Linked DNA regions of Athene noctua: region 1 is linked to region 2. The links are chromatin contacts, called in public Hi-C maps. All regions are on one chromosome and are shown on one strand. Each heading gives the region's core, a stretch centred on a gene start, on an enhancer-like site or on the middle of the called end of the contact. The rest is flanking DNA. Distances are from core to core; before and after follow the strand shown. Region 1 holds the start of CAMKK1 (calcium/calmodulin dependent protein kinase kinase 1). Region 2 holds the start of RABEP1 (rabaptin, RAB GTPase binding effector protein 1).

Region 1 (4,983 bases), core at 817-3,316, 220 kb after region 2:
AGCACACAGGACACTGCTGCCCTGTCCTTCCAAATACCTCCTCTGCTGCAGGCTGGTGAGATTCCCACTGTAGCCACTACACAAGAGCCATAAGGGAAGAGAAATCCCACAAACTCTTCCCAGCAAAAGAAAGCTGGGCTTTGAAAGTCTGGTTAGTGCAAGGAAAATTAATTGTATCAGTCAAAGACATTTAGGGCTTAATGAACACCGTAATTAGATGCACGCAGGCTCTGAAAGCCACAGCAGAAGTAAAGCACCGACACTCTGTGAATCGATGGGGCACCTCGCTGTTCTCCGGGGCAGTGCTGGGACAGGTGAGGTCCCCAGGTGAGGTCCCCTTCGCAGCTCCACTCCACAGAACAGGCTGGGCGAGCTGCCCTGCCCACTCTCCAGGCCAGGAGCTGCCCTGGGAGCATAGACACCCCTACAGACCCCACTCCAAGCATGCCAGCTCCAACCCACAAGGCATATCCCAAAAGCACGAAGAAACACCTGGAGACAGTTCCAGACTGAAGGCACTCCGTGCCAGTGAACACAGCCTGCCTCAAAAAAGAAAACTATTCAGGACGCAGTGGCCCAGCACCTACCGTGACTTAAAGCCCAGCCTTCCTACCGTACCAAACAATAACATGCCTGAACTCCTCGCTGGAATGGTAAGAGGCTGGTGCTTGCACTCCTGGTTGCTAAGATCTGGTCTTCTCCAGGCAAAACCCAAGGGAGCAAGCCCAGGAAAGCCATTTATTGCTATGCCTGGAGATTAATCCTATTCGCACCACACACCCCAGCCCGAGCACGGGGTGCAGCACACAGGGACACGCTGGAGCACTGCCCCAGCACGCTGGCTTTGGTTTTTCTCTTCAAGCAACTGAGATAACGGCTCTCCGTTTGCCTTATCCAGTTTCAAAAGCAACACTTCAAAGCCGTCCCATGTCAAACGCCAGAACAAACTGAAGCTGCCAGAGATGCCTCACAGGGAGAGAATTAACACCTTATGGGAAGCGGCGCTGTAAATTTAACTTGGAACCCCAGACTATTGCAAATAGAAAAGCAACACCTTCCTATTAAACAAAACATTTTCCATTAAGTTCCAACTACAACAGAATGGTAATTTTAGCTTCATCGGAGCAGCTGAAGAAAGTGATATCCCTGCAGGATCAGCAGTTTTCCTTGTTCACAGCACACAGGCCTCTGAGAGCTGCAGTTTATTTTCCCTCAGAGCCAAGGAAAGCAGAGAGATGAGACCCGCTTCACGCCAGCCTGGCTGCGAGTGCTCCGAGACACTGCCAGGGCAGGACAGCTCAGGCCACGGCACTGATCCACGAGAAAACCCCAACTCCGAGGAGCTCAGGCTGATCCCCAAGGCCAGCACGGTGGATTAGGAAGGAGTGACAAACCCGCACAGAGCTCACCACACTTCTTACCTTCTCCTCTGCCCCCTCTCTCCGTCGAGAAAAGAGAAAGAGAGACGATTGGTGTGATGGGTAAACTGCTCAAAATCCCAGTTTTCGGAAGGATTTTTTTCTTCCCATTTATTCTTGAGCTTGGTAGAAGCAACAGCCCCGAAGCTGCGGCTGCCCGGCACCACGGCGCATCCCCAGCCCCGCTGCGGCGGCGGAGCGCAACCCCCGCAGCCCGGGGGACGAGGCGGCTGCCCGGGAGAAGCCCACCCGCCCCGGCGACCTGCCCTCAGCCGCTGCACGCTCCGACGCCCGGAGCTCCCACCCGCGTCCCCTCCACAGCCGCCGGGTCTCTGTGCAAACCCGCGTGGCTCCCCCCGCGCCGCACCGGGAGACGGGCCGCCGCCCCGGGCAGGGCTGAAGGCGGGCGGCGCGGCCTAGGCGGCCCCTCGGCCCCGCACACGGCCCGGCGGCGCAGCCCCCGCGGAGGGGCCGGCCCGCGCGGGAGCCCCGCGGAGGGGCCGGCCCGCGCGGGAGCCCCGCGGAGGGGCCGGAGGGAGGAGGCGCCCGCCCCGCCCCGCGCGCTCACCTGCGCCCGCCGCCGCGCGGCCCCATCGCGCCCCGGTTCGCAGCGCGCGGCCAAACTCCGCGGCCCGCGCGCGCCGCCCCCGCGCGGCCGCCGCCCGCCCCCCATTGGCCGCGCGGGGTCTGGGCGCCCCCGGGGGTAAAGGACCGCCGCCCCGCGCGGGCGCTCCCATTGGCTGGCGGCGGCCGCGCCCCCCGCGGCACGAGCCCGTGCCGGAGCACCGGCACCGTGTGCACCCCCCGGCACCGTGTGCACCCCCCGGTACGGGTACCGTGTGCACCCCCCGGCACCGTGTGCACCGTTCCCGCGTTCTTCCCGCGGCACCTTCCCCGCGTTCTCCGCCGTCCCCGTGCTCCCCCCGGGCAGGGTGCCCTCGTTCCCGGGGGTGCTGGCGGGGGGACCCTGCTCACCCTCCCCGTGGTGGGGTGCCCCGTTCCGCCCCCGGCTCCGTCCCTGGGTTAATAACAACCGATCTCGGTCACCCGCAGAAGCGTTCCCTGATCTCCGGCAATGGTGGGAAACGCTCCGCATCAACTAGTCCCGCTGGCACCACTCAGGGGATCCCCACGAGCAAATGCCCTCTGTGATCCGTGACTCACGTCCTGGATTTTATTTCTTCCCCGCTCTCTTTCACCTACTTGGCTCACGCTTGGCCGCGCCGCCGGGGCGAGGGGTTCCCACCGCCGCCCCGCACCCCGCTGTGCCTCCTGCGGCATTCCCGAGGATGTCGGGTTTGTGAGGAGCGGCTGCCGGGCTCTGCTGTGACCCGCCTCCTGGTCGGGGTCCCCACCGGGGGAGCTTGGCTTTAGGCAGAGAGCAAGGCTTGGATTAAACCCACATCCTGACTCAAGCCAGTGCTGAGCGCTGCCCCTTCCCGCTGGGACAAGGAGCGTGTGGGAATGCCTGCGCCCGCTTCCAGCCGGTCTCAAACAGTCCTCTGCTTTTGGAAAGACATTAATTTCTTATCACGGGTTTCATCTCTCAAAACAACTTATTAATAATGCAGCTTGTGGTTTACTACCGAATTCGTTTCTGATCCCCCAAAACCTTGCTCAGGTTGTCACTGTGTTTAGAGACGTACCGAAATGTAACTAAGAGACAGCAATGATTAGAACAGCCCACCACCTAGCAAGCCGTGCAAAGACCATGAACTTTCTCACTCACTCACGCTGTGGGTGTGTGTCTCACGCTCAGACGTACCCTGCTGCAGTTTTCCATGTGCATCCAAGTCTTAACGTTTCCTGCAAGAATGTGCTTTGTCACCCCGGTTGGTCACAGGCAGCTGAGCAATTCTCTACAGACGGACAGGTCTATCCGGGGCTGATGCCCTTTCACTTCCACCTACAGTATGCGTCCGTTCTGTTTGCCGATCTTCAGTCAAAAATACTTTGAACTGAAATGTTTTGAATTTTGCTTGAAACCTTTAAGACATTATTTGCCTACTGTTAATCTTTAAATTCGCTAATAATGAAATGGATCAATCTATACGAACACAGCATACCCTGTCCCATTATTTATTTTGCAAGGAAGAAAACAAAAAATAGTTTTTTTTTTCTTTAACCAGCAAGATAAACATCCAGTACTTGCGAGGTTCTAAACTTGCCTATTGTTGTTACATTCAGTGAAGTGACCCCTGTTAGAAGGCTAGAAAGGACTGTTCTTTCAGCTCATCACACAGAAAATCCAGCAGAAAAGATTTGCCATGAACAGGAGGCACCGGGCAGAGAAGGGCTCTTGGACCGGGTGAGCAGCAGTGGGGTGTGACCCAGCGGGAGGGTGGCAGTGCCTGCCATATTTTAGAGTCACCAACAAACGTGTTTTCTACTTTTCAGTATTGACAATTTGTCAGTTAGTCTCCTTCAATCTATTTTATTCATAATTCTGACAGTGTTTCCATGGTTTCATGTCTTGAACTATTATTTGGTCCAGTTTTGCATGTCAGTATACACAACTCCTTCCTGTGGCAGCCAGAGCAAAGAAACCAAAATGATAATATAAATGATGCTTTGAGGGCCCATGGTTTCTGAAGGAGGATAGTTGGGACAGGGATTCTCCACCCTTGGATAAAGCACCAGCAGCTAGAAATACTTTTAAATTTCTATTTCCATGCAGAATGCCTTTCTGACAGAAATAAGAAGGCAAGAAAATGCTAGGGTTTATTTTCAACACCAAAGCCTGGCACAAAAGGTTTCCAGCATGTCATCTTGCCCAGGTTTTCTGGATTTTCCCTTTTAGCCCGTGTCTGGTCTCTCCTCAAGGTAGTGGAGCTTCATTTGGCTAAAAACCAGGGCAATTTGGAGCAGGGGTTTGGCAGGTCTTTCTCTAGCAGTGCCCTGGTTCCTCTGCGTGTCCAAAGAAGGGCAGGGAAGCTGGTGCAGGGTCTGGAGCACAAGTCTTACAAGGAGGGGCTGAGGGAGCTGGGGTTGTGTAGCCTGGAGGACAGGAGGCTCAGGGGAGATCTTACCGCTTGCTATGGCTACCTGAAAGGAGGTTGTAGTGAGGTGGGGGTCGGTCTCTTCTCCCAAATAACAAGAATAGGACAAGAGGAAATGTCCTCAAATGCAACCAAGGAAGGTTTAGATTGGATATTAAGAAAAATGTCTTCACTGAAAGGGTTATCAAGCACTGGAACAGGCTGCCCAGGGAAGTGGTTGAGTCACCATCCCTGGGGGTGTTTAAAAGATGTGTAGACGTGGTGCTTAGGAACATGGATTAGTGGTAGACTTGGCAGTGCTGGGTTAACGGTTGGGCTCCGTGATCTTAAAGGCTTTTTCCAACTTCAATGATTCTATGATGGTAACAGGACAGCAGACAGCCTCACCACCTCAAGTTCATGCTTCCAAAGCTATTGCCTTCTTCCAGCAGCTTTGGATCTTAGCTAATGATCACCAGTGAGGTACCATCTCAAGACTGCTCATCTGCAATCACTGATTAGGTATCATCTCAAGACAGCCACCAGCCTCAGCTTCTGGGCTGTCTGTTGGCCATGATTGACTCTCA
Region 2 (4,559 bases), core at 1,403-3,902:
TAAGCACTGAAGTCAACCAACCATAAGACAGATCTATTAGGAAAACAGATTTAATTAGCTCTTTTGCTACTTGTTTGTTTTATTTTCCTCAGGCAAAAAGAAAATCTTCTCTTCTAGATGTGTTATGTAAATTACTTCATTATGCTTTTTGCAGCCAAACAACCACAGTCCCCCTCCATTTACTCCTGGTCTCCAGACAACCACCAAGTGTACACACATACTGCTTGTCACTGGACGTTACTCTTTAAACAAAAGCTGCAAACTTATCTTTTTCAGTAAATCTGCAAGATTAAATTTCAGGCAGAGTGCAAGGTGACAGCTATCATCCAGCTTGTACTAACACAGCACACGTTGTCCAGGAAGATGCATTTTCCATTAGCTTGTGTCTGTTGCTTGTGGTACTGGTGCTGAAAATGCCTGATAGACTTTTAGGCCAAATATATTTGATAAAAATGCATGGGATTCTAGAAGTGTTATTTATTTATGGAGAAGGTTATTCCAGAAATAGTCTCTGCCTACCTGCAGCTCTCTAGATCTGACCCATGTCTCACTGACTCATTAATACAGCACTTGTTCAACATTTACAGCATGGGGATTGGAATTCAAGACTTTTGTTCTCTGCTGGTTCTGCCACTGCAATAGACCTGTTTCTGTGACTGCAAACAGCTGTTAAACTTTGCTTACCTCTTTTAAGGTTTAGCTGAGTCATGTCAGAAAATCCTTTGAGATCAAGGCTGTAAGAACTACAAGGGATGAGAATTAAATGGGACATTGGGAGGCACAGAGGAAGTTACCCAATTGCAGGTTCCAAGATACTGAGACTAGATACTACATAAACCTTTGCCTCTGTCAAGTTCAATTACTGTCCAGAGAAAGAAGGAAAGATTAAGTAAGAACCAAACCTGTAAAGCTAGTACAACTTTAGGTTGGAGAACAAGAAGGAAAAAAATAGTACGAACCCCTTGAGAGTTTTCCTATTCTTCAAACTACTGTATAAATCCCATTTAATGTGTAAGATCAAGAGTTCTGATACAGATTTTGAAATGCTGTAATTCCAATAGTCAATATTTTGGCAATGAGGATTATGATAGTCATCCCTTAATAAGTGCCTGTAGGTACAACAGATATGAAACTTGATATTATCTTGCTTTGTTTGCAGCAGGAGTGATGCATAAGGGTTCGATCCCAGATTGATCAAAACACGTGGGAGTTCTGCCCTGACATGAGCAAGATAAAAGTAGCTAATAGGGATGGTTTGGGGTGTCCATAAAAACACACACAAGGACAGAGTTTCAAGAGCTCAGTTCCTACAGTGAGGACTAGATTTTCAAAAGGATTTATGTGTTGAATGCTTATAATATCCAGCTACTTCTCAAAGAGCCTAAGCAGGAGCTAAGAAATTTGGAAATGTACCTCAAGTGATATCCTTTGTTAAATTAATCCTTTGACCATTCTGTCACTAAACCAACAACTCTGTGAGCAATCTGCAGCTCTGGGTTCTCCTAATACCTGTGAAAAGAAAGCTCTACATGCCTCAAGTTGGGAACACTGAAAAATTAAGTCTTTAGGTTAAACATGCTTTTTACATGTGCAAAGACTGAGAAGATTTACCTCAATTGATCAAATTAGGCAAAATGTAAAAGATTAGTTTTCAAAGACTACTTATTCAAGTCTGTATTTGGTTTAACTGAGCAGGAATTTAATATGAAACACAGAATCCCATGTCTTGTCATACCACCTATTTTGATAGCAAGGCCTGATAAACTGTGGCAACAAATGATGGGAAGGGGGAAGTCCTGTAAGACTCAGCTTAAAAATGGCTGGTCTTGAGGGTATGCAAGCTGTAACAGATCTTGCCCTTGACAGGACTTTGTATCCACTCCAATGCTGCTTTCTGTGATTTTACATGTGCCCAATGCATGTAGCTACTTTTTTAATCGGTAAAAAAACGGAGTTTAGACACAATCTCCTTGTCAGGTGGAAGGATTAACAACCTCCTCCATCAAAACAGACCAACACACCATGAAATCCTGGCTTTCAGTGAAGAAAAGGCACCGTGGCTGGACAGGCTCCTTCTGCCACCCATGCCTGTCACACCTGCTTCCCTCCCTACGTTACACAGCAGAATAGTATTTTGCTGGTGTCACTTCAACCAGCTCCCTGAGTAATAAATACTGACTTCAGTTTTAGGGCAGCCTCACCGAGAGCAGACCCAAGGATGTCTCCGTGGCCCGGGAGACCAGCCGGGCCCGCAGGCGAGGCCGAGGGGGCAGGCGGCGGCTCAGCCCACGACCGGGCCCCGCGGCGAACTCGAGGCGGCGGGAACCCCGGCGGGCGCCCTCAGCCCCCCCAGCTCCGCCGCCTGCCCGGCCCTGCTCATCACGGGCGGAGGCTTCGGGCCGGCTCCCGCAGGGGCCGACTCGGCCTCCCCTCTCGGCCCTCGGGTGACAAGGCGCCTCAGGATGCGGCCGGGCGGCGGCTGCCGCCCCGGGGGAGGTCCCCGTGCTCCCGCCAGGGCGGCGGGTAACGCGGCCCCGGCCCTCCCAGCCCCGGCGGCGGCAGCCGCCGGTCCCGTGGTCTCACCGTGGGCGCCTGCGCGGCGCTCCTCCTCCTCCTCCTCCTCCTCCTCCTCCCGCCGGCGGCGGCCGCTGTCAGGATGAGGCGGAGGAGGCGGAGGCCCAGGCCGGCAGCTCCCGTCTCTCGCCGGGGCCCCCTGGCGTAGCGGTTCCCGCTCCGACGCCGCGGCTGGAGGCGGAGGAGGCCGCGGCGGCGCCGCCCGCCCGCCGGAGCCATGGCCCAGCCCGGCCCGAGCCCCCCGACGGACGGTAAAGGGGGAGGCGGCTTCGCTCCGCGGAGCCGGGCGGCCGCGGCCTTGCCCAGCCCCGGGCTCGCCTGCGGAGCCGCGCCGGGCGGGGGGCGGGGGGCAGCGGCCTGGGCGAGGCGGCCTTGCCGGGCCGCGGCGGTGGGTGGTGACGGCGCTGGGAAGGTGGGATCGGCCGGGGCCGGGCGAGCGGGGCAGCGGCGGGGGCGTGCGCGAAGGGGAGACCCGCGGAGAGGCCTGTGGGGCCCGGAGGGAGCCGTGCCCGGACGGTGGCGGGGCGGCGCGGCGGTGGGAGCCGCCGTGTGAGGGGGGGGTCGGGCGGGGAGCGCCCGGGGGGGCTTGACTGGGAGAGGTGGCCCGGGGAGGCCTTGCGGGGAGGAAGGGGCATCGCAGGTGGTTATTAGTCTGTGAATGTGCTTGATGTGGAGCAAGGGCGGCTCCCCGGCGCGCACAAGGAGGGAGGATCGTGCTCCGGAGGACGCGCTGCTCGCTGCTGCCAGGAAAGGGGCGCTCAGCCTGGGCCTGCGGTGGGACGGGGGAGCCCCCCCCTGCCCCGGGAAGGGGGCACGCAGGGAGAGGGGGACAAGGGTGGTGATGCTTGTATCCAGAGAGACATTTCTCGGCTGGGCAGGACTCCCGTCATCGATTTGGCCACGGCAGGTGAGGTGGGGCAGTATTCACCGTGTGGGTGCGACCAAAAGGCACCTCAGGAGGCTGAGGTCAGGATACTTGGAGTGGACAGTTGGTTCCTGTGCTGGAAGAGACAAAGAAAATGACAGCTCTTCTCTCAAGGTGGTATTTACCCGTGCAGGAGGAAGCTAAGCTTTCCCTAAAGGTTTTTGTTACAGAAAGATTGTTTTGGGTTTGGGAGGAATTATGGACGAGGAAGTATTTTTTTTCCTCTTGGAATAGGTTATAGAACTGTGTGTGTGTCGGAAAAGCTGCAGGTAATGCTTACCTTGGAAGATGGGACTGAAGAGACAGTGTTTAGTGTATGGGATGTATGGGAGGGGGTGAGAGAGGCTGCTCATAGTATAGAATAGAAGTAGGGCGACTAGAGAGATGTACAGAATCTTGAAGGATAGGCGCTTACCCCGCCATGGGACTATGCCAGAGCTCACTTTTTTTCTTTTTTTTTTTTAGAGAGCAGATGAGTTTCCCTGGGAAAGCACTCTGTTAGAAAAGGGCAATGTATTCTTAATTATGCATATCTAGGGAATTGTGTGTGTTGGTTGGGGTTTTTTTTTGGTGGAGTTATATGAGAAAGTATTTATCCTCAGGGATTTCAGTATTTTGGCCTACCTTTTAAAAGTTTTAATGCTGAAGGTGCTTAGATTGTAGGTTTTCTTTCCTACATTAAGGTCAATGATTGCATGCTCATCCTTCCAGAGCATTAAGGGGAAGGTAAATTTACTTATCATGCTTGTAAGATCAGTGTTGGTATGAGTAGGTCTTGTGTACTTTCTGGTGAATAACCATTGTTTATTGTCCTTTAGCCTTTTCTTCTGAGAGCTACAGAACAACTTCCAACAAATTTTCTTTTTGGCTCTTGCAGACTATCTGACTGCAGGTGTACGGTGGAACTGTGCATTGTACAAATGTTTGCTGCCTCTTGACCAGGAAAGGTAGTTGTATGTTAGTAGTACATTAGAAGTTCCAAGTTGGATAGATTTTATTTTGTTTTTGTTGTTTAAAAAGAAGGCAAAAAGGTACAAGCAAAACTTTGTAATTTGATAGA

The links. A called contact is a pair of places that touch in the nucleus more often than the background predicts.
Region 1: a Hi-C map of heart shows a contact between it and region 2, with 7 times the contacts expected there. The contact joins the promoter of CAMKK1 here to the promoter of RABEP1 in region 2. A contact is called at or near these places in 2 of 2 Hi-C or Micro-C datasets (heart and liver).

Annotation. Positions count from the first base shown.
Region 1 is chr19:8,776,325-8,781,307 of bAthNoc1.hap1.1, forward strand. CAMKK1 (calcium/calmodulin dependent protein kinase kinase 1) reads right to left here and starts at 2,067. Exons shown (of 17, transcript XM_074922656.1): 1 at 1,987-2,067.
Region 2 is chr19:8,557,565-8,562,123 of bAthNoc1.hap1.1, forward strand. RABEP1 (rabaptin, RAB GTPase binding effector protein 1) reads left to right here and starts at 2,653. Exons shown (of 18, transcript XM_074923211.1): 1 at 2,653-2,825. The coding sequence starts at 2,792. It overlaps LOC141968476 (a long non-coding RNA gene), which reads right to left and starts at 2,649. Exons shown (of 3, transcript XR_012634880.1): 1 at 2,584-2,649.